Regions from separate parts of the Mus musculus genome. Here all the other regions are linked to region 1. The links are chromatin contacts, called in public Hi-C, HiCAR-type and HiChIP or PLAC-seq maps. All regions are on one chromosome and are shown on one strand. The core of a region is the stretch at or near the end of the contact, and the rest is flanking DNA. Distances in the headings are between cores, read along the strand shown. Region 1 holds the start of Lrp12 (low density lipoprotein-related protein 12). Region 2 overlaps Zfpm2 (zinc finger protein, multitype 2). Region 3 overlaps Zfpm2 (zinc finger protein, multitype 2). Region 4 holds the start of Baalc (brain and acute leukemia, cytoplasmic).

Evidence for each region. Hi-C and Micro-C count contacts between places; a contact is called where the count stands out from the background. HiCAR-type assays count read pairs that join an accessible place to other places. HiChIP or PLAC-seq counts read pairs in DNA pulled down with a chosen protein or histone mark.
Region 2: a HiCAR-type map of astrocytes shows a contact between it and region 1, with 3 times the contacts expected there. The contact joins the enhancer-like site here to the promoter of Lrp12 in region 1. A contact is called at or near these places in 3 of 39 promoter capture datasets (the 3T3-L1 cell line, cranial neural crest and liver) and 2 of 115 datasets of contacts at active chromatin or transcription factors (astrocytes and embryonic forebrain).
Region 3: a contact with region 1 is called in an H3K4me3 HiChIP or PLAC-seq map of bone marrow-derived macrophages, with 2.9 times the contacts expected there. The contact joins the enhancer-like site here to the promoter of Lrp12 in region 1. A contact is called at or near these places in 3 of 39 promoter capture datasets (the 3T3-L1 cell line, hippocampal neurons and liver) and 1 of 115 datasets of contacts at active chromatin or transcription factors (bone marrow-derived macrophages).
Region 4: a Hi-C map of muscle stem cells shows a contact between it and region 1, with 4 times the contacts expected there. The contact joins the promoter of Baalc here to the promoter of Lrp12 in region 1. A contact is called at or near these places in 6 of 39 promoter capture datasets (the 3T3-L1 cell line, 3T3-L1-derived adipocytes, hippocampal neurons and 2 more), 1 of 484 Hi-C or Micro-C datasets (muscle stem cells), 1 of 115 datasets of contacts at active chromatin or transcription factors (embryonic stem cells) and 1 of 9 other capture datasets (embryonic stem cells).

What each region holds. Positions count from the first base shown.
Region 1 is chr15:39,942,026-39,945,544 of GRCm38.p6, forward strand. Lrp12 (low density lipoprotein-related protein 12) reads right to left here and starts at 1,969. Exons shown (of 7, transcript NM_172814.4): 1 at 1,579-1,969. The coding sequence starts at 1,657.
Region 2 is chr15:40,977,597-40,981,115 of GRCm38.p6, forward strand. The region is part of intron 5 of Zfpm2 (zinc finger protein, multitype 2); the gene reads left to right. Among named protein-coding and RNA genes, the nearest start is that of Gm46502, 190 kb to the right of the region's middle. Within about 2 kb of position 1,830, at least 50 of the 459 cell types and tissues checked have an H3K27ac peak or open chromatin away from gene starts, as enhancers often do. A contact at or near this core is called in astrocytes, where this site is marked.
Region 3 is chr15:40,956,642-40,960,160 of GRCm38.p6, forward strand. All of the region lies in intron 5 of Zfpm2 (zinc finger protein, multitype 2), which reads left to right. Among named protein-coding and RNA genes, the nearest start is that of Gm46502, 220 kb to the right of the region's middle. Within about 2 kb of position 1,685, at least 55 of the 459 cell types and tissues checked have an H3K27ac peak or open chromatin away from gene starts, as enhancers often do. A contact at or near this core is called in bone marrow-derived macrophages, where this site is marked.
Region 4 is chr15:38,932,218-38,935,736 of GRCm38.p6, forward strand. Baalc (brain and acute leukemia, cytoplasmic) reads left to right here and starts at 1,692. Exons shown (of 2, transcript NM_080640.6): 1 at 1,692-1,859. The coding sequence starts at 1,692.

The DNA.
Region 1 (3,519 bases), core at 719-3,218:
TATACCAAACCTAGAGCAGGACTTACTCACCTCCAGGCTAGAAAACAAACAACATAATAGCTTATTGATCTCTGGTGTAGACCCAAACCCACAGGTCATCAGCCAAGCAGGGATGGCACTAACGGTGAACAGTCAGGTCCCACACAAACACATCACTGACAGTTACTACATCAAATGTGGATAAGCCCATCACCTGATCAGAACAAAATAACACACCACGTGTGAACTACACTGAAAATATTACTATTTCTTAGCCATCATGAAATGCCAATTTACATTCATTATATTTTTCATATAATGAGAATTCTCAAGGTTTGAAAGTTACCATCATATTTAATTCCACAGATAAATACTTTCGAGATAGGGTTTCTCTGTATAGCCCTGGCTGGCTGTCCCAGAACTCACTCTGTAGACCAGGCTGGCCTCGAACTCAGAAATCCGCCTGCCTCTGCCTCTGCCTCCCAAGTGCTGGGATTAAAGACAAATACTTTCAAAAGAGGTGCTACCATATGCTGGGGAATTATATGCTACAGAAACCACCGCCACTATACTACTGAATTAGTATTTGTGGCAAATGAAGTGGACTTTTTATAAGTAAAAATACCCGCCCCCCCCCCCGTAGCTTCTGTTTGTTTTTCTGGAGAAATCAAACCATTACTCCAAAATGGAAATGTTAATTGTGTTCTCTGCAATATCCATTCAAGGAGTTAACTCATGAGAACTAAGAATGGTGAAGTCAGAGCCCAAGCTGAGGTCTCAGTGGTGAGCAGTCCTCTTAATTTCCTTTAGTTCTAGTTCATACAAAGCACGGTCGTGACACACAATCAGACTGCAATCCGTAAAGTAGTGTCCCTAACCAGATCGCAGACCGGAATGAGGCAAGAGTCACAACAGCATCAGAGGGCACAGATGAAATGATAAGTGAACTGGGAGTCAAGGCAGACTTGTACGTCCCAATAGAGAAAGACTGAGGTGGGGCTGGAAACTATTTTCTGGCCTTCTCTCCAGTGCAGCTACTGGGGAACGAGATCCTACACGCCCGAGACCCACAGAGCCCCAGGCGCAGAGGTGGAGGGGTGGGAAGGAAGCAATCGGGGTGCTTTTGGAGGGAATGGGGACTAAGAGAGATGGGCACGACAGCAATTTCACTGAGAAGAGAACTTCCTGCCTCGGGAAGGATCTGGGACAGGACCGTCCCGGAGGCGACCTCCCCTTCGTAGTCTCACGGTCACATCTTTGTGCGCGAGGACTGTACAGCCGGCAGCGAGCGCTAGAGGAGCGAGCCGCCGGGGGCCTCGCGCCGGGCTGGGGAGTTTTCCCGCACGCCGTCGCTCCGCAGGGACCCCTGGCTCGGACCGGCCCGCCTCCATCGCTCCGAAGGATCGGCGGCGGCCAGAGGACCCCAGCATCCCCGCGGGCAGACAACCCTCCCCGCACCATCCCGCGTGGGTCTTTGTCCCGTCGGCAACCCAGGTCTCCCCGGGTCGCCCAAGCACAGCCCGTCCTGGAGGCCCGGGGGGCCCCCGGGGTCGCCCCAGCTTTGTTCGGTCAGAGGGGCGCAGGGAGGTGGACACTTACCGTACACCCCAGCGAGGAAAAGCAAGAGCCACGCCGACCCCCGCCGCTGAGACTCTTTTGTGCTCCAGCGACGGGCCATACCCACGGCAGATGGAGGGAGCGAGGAGATGGAGGAGGAGGAGCTGGGGCCAGACGCCGCCGCCGCCGAGCCCCTGGCTGCTCCCTGCGCGCTCCGCGGCGGCGGAGGGGGAGGGGCGGGGCCGCCCGCGCGCGCTCCCTCCCGCCGGCCCTGCGTCGGTCGCGCGAGCCCCTAGCGGGCCGGCCTTCCCGGGGGCAGGGACGCGCAGCGCGCGCGCCAGCCGCAGGCGACAGGGCCGGCAACTGCGGGGCTCCGGCCTCGCGCCGCACAACCAGCCGGCGCCGCCACCCGCCAGACTGAGCGCGAGCCGGCACCGGCGCTCATCCGTGCACTCGGCAATCCCCTGGCCCGCCTGTCTTGGTTCCCGCCCCGCGCTTCCCTGGACTCGGCCGAGCTCGGGCGGATTTCGCCGCGCCTGGAGCCGGAGTAGCGAGGCAGTGCCAATCGATGTGCGAGCACGCGAACGCCGGCCGCTGGGTTCCAGGGGCTCGAGGGCTGGAGTGGGGAGTAAGGAGGGGGGAGCGGGACGGCGGGGATGTGCTCTGACCGAGCTCCGCCGCAGTCCCCGGCCTTGGTGTTGTGCCCTCCCCGGAGATCCTCTAGGCTGATGAGCTACGCGTGGAGGGAAGAGGGGTGGGAACTTAGAAGTCCGTTGCTAAGACCCCCGACCTTGCCGGCTCCGCTTGAATTTGGCTCTGAAAGAGTGAATGGGTCGTAGGTCCCTGTGGATAACCTGATGTAGAATCTCAGCCAAAGGATCTGGGGATACATCCGGCCGGGCTACAGGGTCTGTGCTTCTAATCTGGCAGGGAAGACGCAGGAGACCCTTTTGACACTCGGGTGGGGTGGAGTGGACCTGGGACGTGGAAAGAGGGATATCCCTGACCCCCCCCCGCCCCCCCCCGCCCTAAGCCTCTTCTCAGCTCCTAACAAGTATGACACTTCTTTCCCTTAAGTACCCATAGAGCTTCTGTCTGTAGTGACACACTGGCACTTCCACCTTTTTAAAGTGTCGTCTGCACTGTTTTGCCTGCTGTCCTTGCCATTTACAGGCACTGTCCACTATTCGCTGAAGATCAGCAGTGCCCTATGCTGTACTGTTGACACAGGCTATCTTTGTTTCCCGACAATCTTGTGAGATGAATATTATCCACGTTTTAGATAAGCTAATGAGACTCAAAGAGGTTAAATTATCCCAAAGGAGTTATCAAGTAAATCTACGGACTTTGTTTCCCCCATCCCAAAGTCAAGCACTTTCACACTAGCAGGAAACTCAAGCAAAATGCTTAGTACCCATCAGTTACATTAAATTTTAGTATATGCCTGGGGAGGTACATTAGAGTTTTCCTGTATCTCTTGCTTATTTGACCCTTTAGTGACCCCCTGAAATTATATGTCAGAAGAGAAAAGTTAATGCTTAAGAAATCTTTTACAAGATGGCAATAAACAAAAGTCCTGAACCGGGATTTTTTTTTTCTATTCTTTTTTGAGAACACAGCAATTTTGTTGTTCCTGATTCTGCAATCAGCAGATATGATTCCTTGTTTTATGACACTACACTCTGATCGCTGTTTTTGTTTGTTTGTTTGTTTTGTTTTTTGTTTTTTCCCAGAGCTTTTTCTGTTCATTGAATTTGTGTCAGGCCACAAACACAATGAAAAAGTAGACTGTACTGCATTCGTCTCCCACCCCATCACTTTCAGTACCATTCAAGGAACTCTGTCCCAAGAGGAGACACATGGTGCCCCCCACCCCCAGGACCCTTTCGCCTGCACTCCTCCACAAACACTTGTTCATCTACTGAGTGGCCTCTTCGACTGTCAAATAATCAATCTTTTGTTTTCTAAGCCCCTTTAGCCTTC
Region 2 (3,519 bases), core at 580-3,079, 1.0 Mb after region 1:
TTCAATAAATCTGTGCTGGTGTTCTATATCATTTCAGATCATAGGTTTTAAATTTAAGAGCAAATATATCATAGAAACTAAATACAAAAACCAATAATCCACAAGAAATGTGAAAGAGTCATTAGAGAAACATACCCTATTCATTCCCAATACTGGTGAGCAGTCTAGCACCTAAATAAGAGGAGGAGGAAGCCAGGCAGTGGTGGCGCACTCCTTTAATCCCAGCACTTGGGAAGCAGAGGCAGGCAGATTTCTGAGTTCAAGGCCAGCCTGGTCTATCTACAAAGTGAGTTCCAGGACAACCAGGGCTATACAGAGAAACCCTGTCTCAAAAAACAAACAAACAAACAAATAAGAGGGGTAGGTAGCTAAAGCTGGGGAAAGAAGAAACTTTATGCTGTGAGTTGATAGAATTCAAAAGCAGGAAAAAAAGGGGGGGGGAGCTTCAAAATGACCATACAGTGAGGTCGGAACAAAATGTGTAGCATTGGAGGAAAAGTTTTAGACCAAACCTAGTGAATCTAAGAGTTGTTTAATAATTTTGAAAACCCCAAAAAGTTTGTTACAAGTTTTGCTTATTGGTAACGTGGATTATAAATAAATGTAGTGATAGGGGACAAGGGATAAAAAGAGAAGAGAGCCATTTGTGTTCCATAGCACAGCTGCAAGGCTTGCCATGGGCCTGGAATCGTTCCCCGGGCTTTTGTAGGAGGGACTGTGAATACTGTCTGTATAAATCTCTCACCCAAAGGACCCATATGTCTCTGCAATATGCATTCTGGGTACTATAACATTCCTGACAGAGGCCAGAATCTGTGAATTTCACCTGCCTCAAATAAAGGACGTGTCGCTCCAATTGTCCCACTGTATCTTCTGGTCTGTTGGCAGTATAGATTCCATAGAGGCTCAGGAAAGTGCTGAGACCAACTTTACCATCCCCTTTTCTCACATTCCCCGCGGGGCTCTAGGATATTATTTCAAGGCTGGACTAAAGTTTTATCAACAAGAGACTTGTGCCATAAAGACTGCAATGTAAAAGCAAGCTGCAAGGAGCAGCTTTGAGCCGAGGCTTCAAGCTTTGTCATCACGCTTGAAGAATTTTCTGTTTAATGTACTGTAATGCAGTATTCAATGGGGACACGTTTAATTGAGTTTTACACAACCCAGTTGGGAGTAGCGCTGCAAGGTAGGTGATGTCTAGGTTTTTAATCTTCCACTCCGGAGAGGCTTGTTGACGGAGAGGTTCTTTCTCTTTGTAAGGAAAAAAAAAGGAAGCATGAGAAACGATACATCCGCGGATAAAACCAATTGGCAACCCCCAAAGGAATGAGGGCGATAAGGCGAATCCAGTACTTGTATGAAATAAAAGAACCCAACAGTTCATTTAAATGAGAAACAACACGTAGGATGGAGGAGGTTGTGAGTCTGAGCACAGGGGTGGGCAGGAAGGAGCCCCACAGACCAGCTGAAACAGGAGCAAGGAAGCACCCAGACCTCGCTCCAGGGGGTCCTTTCACGGAGATTCTGATGGTTGTTCATTTTGAAGGAAAGGGAGAGGGAGGGGGGTCACTTTTACATTAGAAACAGTGAATAGCAGCAGGACAGGAGCTGTATCAACCGAAAAGTGTTTAAAATAAATCACCATTTCTTTCTAACGTCCCAACCTAACCCCACAGCAACCTGGGTAAAAATAGTACCGGGCATGTCAGAAAGACAAAATAATACCTTCTATATCAGCTCCAAGGTATTAAACTTTCTTAGCGCCGGCTGTTCTGTTTTCTTCTGCCTTAGCAGTCTAAGCTGGCAGAGCAGAAGCAGCCCCAGTGTTCAAAGACAGCGTTTCTGTTTTGTCTCCATGACACTGGGCCCAACACTGCCTGCAAAGCTGGTCCAAGAAAACCTTTTCAAAAGAAAAATTAGCATTTATCATTAACTTTCTGGTCCCAGCCTAGGAGGGCAACCAGATAAGGATTTCTCCATATATTCATATATTTAAAGCGTCCCCTTAAGAAGGAATGCTGGCACACATTTATTTCTTCATTTTCGCTCCCCTGAAATATTTTGCAGGCTCTCCCTCTTTGTGCTATTATTCTGGAGGCTGTCTAGAGTTTGGTGGGCCTAGAATTCCATCTCAGAAGACCAGTGCATGATTACAGAGTCATTTGGGTTCCTAAACGCCATCTGCAGTGGGAGCCGGTCCTGGAAGACTGTCCGGTTATCTCTCATCAGCATTTGAGGCATGTGGATAATGAACACTTTGTTGCTGTCAGGATCAGTGCTAATTTAGGGTGTAGGACAAGGTGCCTGGTGGCCTGCATGTCAACATATTATTGGCATGAGAAGCATAGTGTTGTTGGTGTGTATATATTTTATTATTCTTCTTTAAAACTCATTTGCTTTATTGCACAGATTCGTCCAGTACTATCATTGTGAATGGAATGGAGAACCGATTCATTGTCAGTGTTTTCATGGAGTTTATGGTCTACTGAGAGATAAAGTAATAATCACACAGAAAAATTAAATATTCTCAAATAAACCATTAACTTCCCTTTGGTATATATGGAGATGAAGTCATCAAAACCAAATTTTGTTTTATCAATAGAAACAATCTAAGGCATGGCATTATAAATTCCTCTATTTGCCACACAGAGTGCCACATAAATGTTTGTAGATGCCTACTGTGTGTCAGGGATTATGTAAGGTACTGGCTATAAAGTAGCTACATGAACAAACACTGGTGTTTTCCAAGAGATTATCACCTAAGCATTTTATCATTTATTAAAAAAATGAACATTTACTGTGATAGTATCTCTTAATGTTCACAAAACCATCTTACATGTCACCAACCACCTCATTGGAATCCTAAACAATCACTTATGAAAGAAAAAAATTGGAAGCAGAGAGAAATAAAGTAATTTTGTCAAGATTTTCTAAAATTTTAAAATTAAACAGGTAACAACAATATAATCATCCTAACTCAGCTTACTATTTTTACTTTATTGTGCTGTTTGTTATAATTTTGTTGGATTTTATTTTTCTATAGTTTATAATTATGATGAGTAGATAGTTTTTTTTTAAAGCAGGTATTATTGGCAAGTTAGCTTGCAAAAGTAAACACAAGACTTGGATGGAGAGCTTTCTCATTGAAAATCAACGTGGCTTGTTTAATTTAGATGCAGAAAACTTGGCCACACATAAGTAGACAACGGAGAGGGACCATTTTGGTAGTTGTCTTTATCACTGGGGCTAGTCATACTCATGAGCAGAACTGACACGTGGAACTTTCTCATAGGCTGGAAGATCCTGAAACTGTATCAGTAACATTTGCTCTCCACGGCATCAGAATCTATTAAAATTTCCCAACTGCTGTTATTGGTTATTTGCATTGGTTATGATTATATGTATTGGTTATCTGAAAGTACTGATTTGTTTCTGAATACAGATCTTCCAACTGTCAGCACATTTCATTTTACTGAATCATACAATCATTTTCACTACTGTTGTCACTAATATAATCAT
Region 3 (3,519 bases), core at 435-2,934, 1.0 Mb after region 1:
TCCCATCTACTGTCTATTTACTGAGAATAAGGAGTATGCTGTATTCATTCTCTGCCATTGACCAGGCAATCTCTCTGCACAAACAAAGTGGAAGGAAGGAAGGAAAAAAGGGAGGAAGGAAGGAAGGAAGGAAGGAAGGAAGGAAGGAAGGAAGGAAGGAAGGGAAGAGATATTAATTGATGGGTTGGATAGATGACTTGCTGCAAATCACTGCAATAGGCATATCACATAGAAGGTTTTCAAATAATGAATATCATGAATTGCTGTTCCTTTTTTCTTTCTGGCTGTTGAAGGCTACTCACCAGTGTTGAATTTATAAGACTTATACTTGACCTGCAATGAACCCTTTAGTGCATCATTTCCTCTCATCCTCTGTGACATACCAGATATGTGTCTCTGTTTTACAAAAGATAGGTAAGAGAACTAGTTAGGTAAGTTGTGGATTGTGGTCATGAAGCTGATAAACGTTCATTTAGCATAAGGTTTATTTCTACACACTAAAAGCTATCCTCTCTATAAGAAGCCTTAAGACATTTCATGTTTTCTCCACTTTCTGCATGAGATTGGGAGAGACCAAATAATGTTCTGCAGTCATACAACCTAACAAATAGAGGCAAACTTTAATCCAGGTCCTTGCTACTCCAAACCCTGTGTTCTTTGTGCAATATGATCCTACCTTTCTCTATCCAACCATTTCATCATAAGTTCCTTCAAAACAATCAGATCATGATACCCTAAATTCATAAAGAATATATCTTAAAGTATAATATTTCTCCCCAAATATGCTGTAGGATCCTAAAATTAAAGAAGAGCCAATGACCAAATACTTGCTGCATGTTATAATTAGTCTTGAAAACTCACCATGTATGTTGGCAGTAATGCTTGGCCGATTACTGCAGTCATTGAAAATGTATTTTAGTTCTCCTGCAGTTAGTGCCATAACAGTGCTTTCCTGAGTAACAAACTTTGGGAAACCACATCAGGCTACCCAGGTCTCTCCCAAGGCTTCAGAAAGGATTGAAGGTAATTTTGAGTACTCAGATTGACACTGGAGGGGGCAGAGTATCCTGAGTTTCTGTGAGTCGTAGAAAAATATAGAAATAAGTCTTGTGGTTTTATAGGTTCTGACCTCTGTGTGTCTCGGTCCCTCTGTCTATCTATCTCTCTGTTTTTGTCTTTCTTTGTCTGTCTCTGTCTGTCTCTGTCCCTGTATCTATCTATCTCTCTGTCTGTTTCTATCTCTCAGTCTGTCTCTGTGTTTGTCTCTGTCCATCTGTCTATCTGTCTCTCTGCCTGTTTCTGTCTCTGTCAGTCTCTGTCTCTGTGTCTGTCTCTGTTTCTGTGTTTGTCTGTCTCTCTGTCTCTGTCTCTGTCTCTGTCCCTCGGTCCATCTGTCTTTCTGTCTCTGTCTATGTCTGTGTGTGTGTGGTATATATATGTCCATGCAGTATATGTGTGTATGGTGTATGTATAGTGCATTTTTGTGGAGAATAGAGGGTACAATCTTCTTGTATAGCTGAGACTACAGGAATATCCTGGAGTTTAGGAACAGCTTGATCCAGTTGCCCAGACTCTATTTTCAGTCTGCTTCTGTCTTCTGACTTCCCTTCCTTGTATAAGCAGCTAGGAAGTGGCGGCTAGCTCCAGACTTCTTCTGCCAGTACAGTAACACCAGTGAAAACATGACTTTTGAGCAATATAGAAACAGTGACTCACTATGACTCTCACTAGCATTCCTATGCTATGCTGGAAGCCTAAAAGAACTAGCTGGACATGAGCCAGTAGCGTCATAAAAACTAGTAACTTAAATACAGCCTTGGAGCTGTTGCCACAGCACGGGGTTGCCTGTGGCAGTGTCCAGGTACCTGAACATATGGACCATCAGTGCCAAAGTCTTTTGAGCTTTCACTAAGGAAAAAATATAGGTTCCTGCCGACATTTCTGTTTTCCTTATTTGTTTTCCTGCCAAACACACACATACACACACTACTTGTGAATTCTGTGTCAATACCATTACCACAGGACCCAACTATCTCAGAGCATATCATTAAATAAAATATAAATTTTGTATGTATAGCATTTTATAAAAGTGGTTTAACTGGGAAAATTTTAGTAGTGTTTGTTAAAGAATAAAAATAGGCTTCATCCTGTTACTATTGATGACTCAGACTTACTTAAAATACTGTTAAATATAGCTAATGCCAAGAATAAATATAACTATAAAGCTTTTATTTTCTAAGCATCCATAAAATAAGTATTTAAAAGTCACATTTTTGTCACTTACAGCTATTTGACAAGCTGGAATCGTTCTATTTAGCCAAAAGAAAAGATAAGACAGTTTTTGACATTAACATTCCTAATCTGATGTGTTTTTCCTGCCTCAACTATCCCATGTCCTTCCAGAAAGTAATTAGGTCATCCAGACAGTGAAAGGCCAGGTTTGTTGGTCATCTGTTTGTCGCCATTATTCTCAACAGACCCCAGATAATTCTCATTTCCTTATCTCCAGAGGCAACACACTCAACAGCCCCACACTGGAGTTAAAGAGTACACTGCTGGAGAAGTGTGCATGCTCCAATGCTACTAAAACCCACCACCTAAGTACTCTCTTCTTTCCATGGAGTAGGAGGCATGGCTACTTTTCTATGAAAAATATGAGAGAACTAATCGGAATATTCAAAGCTAAACTTTTAGTTTCTTCTGTATGGTGTTTGTTTCAATCATCTCAGTTTCAAAGTTTATTTTCATGCAGGTATTTCTAAATAACTCACTCACTAGGTCTCTGTACTAAGTCAAAATGCCAATCAAAATAATGAAATACTATTAAATAGCCCTCATTTCCCCTTACTACTGATTCTTTTATATGTGAGAGCATGGTATCATTGTAAAGGCTCTACATGAATTCAACGCCAATCACGTACCCTCTCTAGACACTTGTTTTCATAGCCTTCCATGGTACAGTGTTCCAGTGGCTTCTTGGTGGAATTTTTATGGGGAAACACCTAGACTGTCTGTGTGTGTTAAGACAACTGTAATACCCCTGATTACTATCCATTCAACCAAGTCTACCGTTAGGGTAAAAAAAAAAAAAAAAAAAAAGTATGAGTTAGCAGACAATAGCACCAGGCCTTTGTGATGATGTATAAGAATACATGCCTATCTGTTATTTAAGAAGGAACAATTCTATAGCTTTCACTAAGTAGCACTGAGTCTACTTATCTAGCCTTAAAAATATATCATAAACTCGGAGACCTGATGCCTTAAGAAACCATTGACTTTGTTATTAATAGGACACAATGTTTCCCTGTTTTTAACATTTATTTGTTTATTTGTGTACCTGTTTGTATATAATATTTGTGTGAGTGGTATGGAACACATGTGCTATGACACACATTAGCGGTCAGAGAACACATGTAGGAGTGGATTCTCTCATTTTGATCTTTGATTCCAACAACTGAACAATCTTATATTAGTGTGATTATTAATGTGATGATAATATTAATACTAATAATAGCTGTT
Region 4 (3,519 bases), core at 442-2,941, 1.0 Mb before region 1:
CTACTGAATCAGAAATCTGGGCCAATGGATGTCAGGATTTGCATTTTAAGACACCATTAATGGGTTTCCTAAGCACTAAGGTTGAGAGCAGCCTGCTTGGGAGTTTTACTAGGAGGAAGCACTTGCTTGTACCCCAAGCCTCAGAAAAGCACAGGTCTAGAATTAGACTTCAATGTCTCCTCCTTTACAGTAAGGGCAAGTCCCCCACCCCAGGCTGGAGTAGGAAGAGAGTGGTAAGCAACAGATAAGCAGATGGCACCCAGCATCAATGCAGGGGCTACTTTAGTCACTGAGCATGGATCATGGTTCCTAGTTCACAGGGCTCCTGTGAGGGTTAAAGGGGCAACATGCACAAAGGCTCTAACGATGTCTGACACAGACAGGGTAAGCATTATTTATGGCCTAGCACCAGCTGTCTCTTCCTCACAATCCTCTCTTTAGCCATGTTGGTTACATTCTTAACTTATGACTCACACAATCAGCTAAGTGCTTACCGACTAGCCTACCGAGCCTGGCCTATAAGCTGAGATGTTCTGATAGCAAGCTAAAAAAATGAGGCCAGCCAGGGATCGTTGCCATATGTAACCTTTCTAGATTGCTTAAGAGGGTACCCCAAAAGGTCAGCCACAAACCCCGTGTTTCTGTTGTGTGAATCTAGCTTGTATTTCTTACCAAAATGTGAAAATACAGAAAAAGGACAAAGTAAACTACATTTCCCTCTGTTACCCAGAAGTGTAGCCTATACAAAAGACTGGCTGGTCACTTTCAGCAAATCAGCTGCAGTCATGAGCCCAGGACCTCCTGGGCTCAGAAAGGGCCTGGCTCAAATTCAAAGCTCAGTGAACACTGTCTTGACACTCTTAGTCATTTTATTTTTGAATTTGAGTCATACAAGTGAAATTCAAGGCCCCTGGGTACAGCTTCCTGTTGTGAGCCAAGTCCCAGATGGTGGACGGCCATCTAGACTAGGCTGGTGGAGGAAAAGGGATGGCCTCTCTGGCTGTTCCCTCATGCCCGTAACTCCTGTGGCATCTGGCTGGCTTCTCTCCGCTCATTTGGCAGATCCCTTCTTTGATCCCTGGGCCTTTTTCTCCTACAAATCAGGTACTTGTTGTGTGTCCTGAATTCCCATCTTGTCCTCCTTTTGCTTTTTAGTGAGGTCATTTATTTGAAGTTCTGTGTTTCTTGGCATTTGTTGTGGGAGACACACTTGCTCAGTCCAATAGGTGGAGACTAGGAAAAATTATCTTTGTGTAACCGTCAAGAGAGTGACCTTACTTCTAGGAATTTATCCCAGAGAACCACTAGGAATAAAATTATTAATCAAAAGGAATGTTATTCCAGTAACATCTAGCATTAGAACGTGGAAACAAATATCCAGTTAGAGGGCATTGGTTAAATGATTGCTTGTTCGTACGACCAGCAGACGTGTAAAAAATAACATGGCCGAGTGTTTAATAATGTGGAAAAGTTGCCATCAATGTGTTAAGTGAAAACTTCAAGCTACAAAGCTATTTTTAAATCTTATTTTTAACGTAAAAACACACGTATTCTTACAGGAAAAGATAGCTTTACCAGGTGGAACTTGAGGCCACCTTTTGCTATTAGCTGCCCTTTCTTTGCCACCTTGGGATTGCTTGTAACAGCTGCCATTTGCAAGCCTCTGGTGCCATTCTCTCCTTGCCTCCCCAGGTGTGCTGGAAGACGGACTGTCCTCTAACGGGGTGCTCCGACCTGCAGCCCCGGGTGGAATAGCCAACCCAGAGAAGAAGATGAACTGTGGGACCCAATGTCCCAACTCACAGAACCTCAGCTCAGGCCCTCTGACCCAGAAACAGAATGGCCTCTGGGCCACAGAGGTAGGGTCAAAACTACAACATCAACTGGGGATGGAGAACAGGGGTGGAACTTACAAATCGGGACCACCAGCACTGTGTCCAGGGAAGGAAGACCTCGGGACCTCGGGAATCGAGGTTTTCCACCACTCAATGTAAAAACTTACTGCAAATGCCATTTTAATCCTTTCCTTGTGGGCTGTTGAGTTTTATTTAACTTATAGAAACGAGTCCTAGAGAGTTGCCCTCTGGAGGAAATGTGTGTTGGTTCAGGTACACAGCTTTGTCCAAAAGTCTCCTTGTGTTAGGCAGCAAAGCCAGCGGAAGGAAACAAAATTGGCATTGTACCTCATACCCTCTAATCAGCTGGTCAGTGCAAGGGTCTTCAAGGGTGACTCTTGTAAAATATCATACCAGCATCACCAGAAAGCTTGCTGTTTGAAAGAAGGCTGGATGCGGTCCTGGACCAGGCTGGCATCCTTTGATCCCTTACTTCCCAGAGGTTCTCCTGCTGTGCCTGGCTCCTCCATGGGGTAGGGCTGGGGGAGTGAGGGCTGCAGCCCAGAATGAAAGCTCTGAGCAATTGGAGACTCTGCAGTCTCTTCCTCCTCCTCCTCTTCTCCTCCTCTCCTTCTTCTTCCTCTTCCTCTCCTCCTCTCCTTCCTCCTCCAATTTCCTCATCTTCCCTGAAGTCCACCATTTACTTGAAGGTTCAGAACCCACTGATCCCACCTGTCCCAGCTCTGGCCTCCTGCATCCCGAGGGCACAGTTTCCTACCTAGTGATGGTATTCTTTTTGTTTTTTCTTCTGATCAGTCCCTTACATGGTAGTTTATTTCCCAAAGCACTTTCTTTTTCTGAGTTGATAGATCACAAAAGCATTGTTTTGTGTAGATGAAGACAAGGATCAAGTTTTTCCGTTACAGCAAAGACATTGTAAACATGTACATGGACCTTAAATAGCATACAATGCCATGGGGAAGAATGAAAACTAGCTAAACCCCGAGGTGACCAATTTTATTCCATTTCACTGTGTAACAAAGCTTATCGTTTGCAAGAATTTTGCGATGGAATTCCTTTTCACATCATTAAGTTGCTTTCAGTGGCTTTGATCAGCAAACCAGTTTCAAATTTGTCTCCAAAGTTCATTACCCGAGGAGACTTGTAGAGTCAATCTTTCAGAATCTCAGGTTTCTTAAACATATAGTGGAAATAAAATAATATCCAAAGGAACAGACAGATGGGCCTCCTCTTATAGACTGCGATACAAAGAACAATGGGAAGGAGGGACAAACATGATAGCTGGGCCCACAACACAATGACCTCATTAAGTGGAATGCTAATGGAGCCCAAAGGCTAGCTGGGGAAGGGAGATGGAAGGGTCTTGTATTGTCTACTTTGTGCATCAGCTGACTTTCAGGAGACCCAGTCATCATTGACAGAGTGCAAGGCAGTTTGGGGTCCACAGAACCATGTTCACGAGGTTGAGTGTTCTAGAGAAGGTCCAGATGTCTGTCTCCTAATCCTTCTCTCCATATTTGAGACACAGAATGTGTTATAGTGGAGAGATGGCAGTTACCTGGAAACAGCTTGATCTACATGCTTGTTTTCCTTGTGCCACATTCTGCCCTCCTCACCCATCATTTCAAAGTTGTGTTTTGCACTTAAAAGGGTGCTAGCTCTT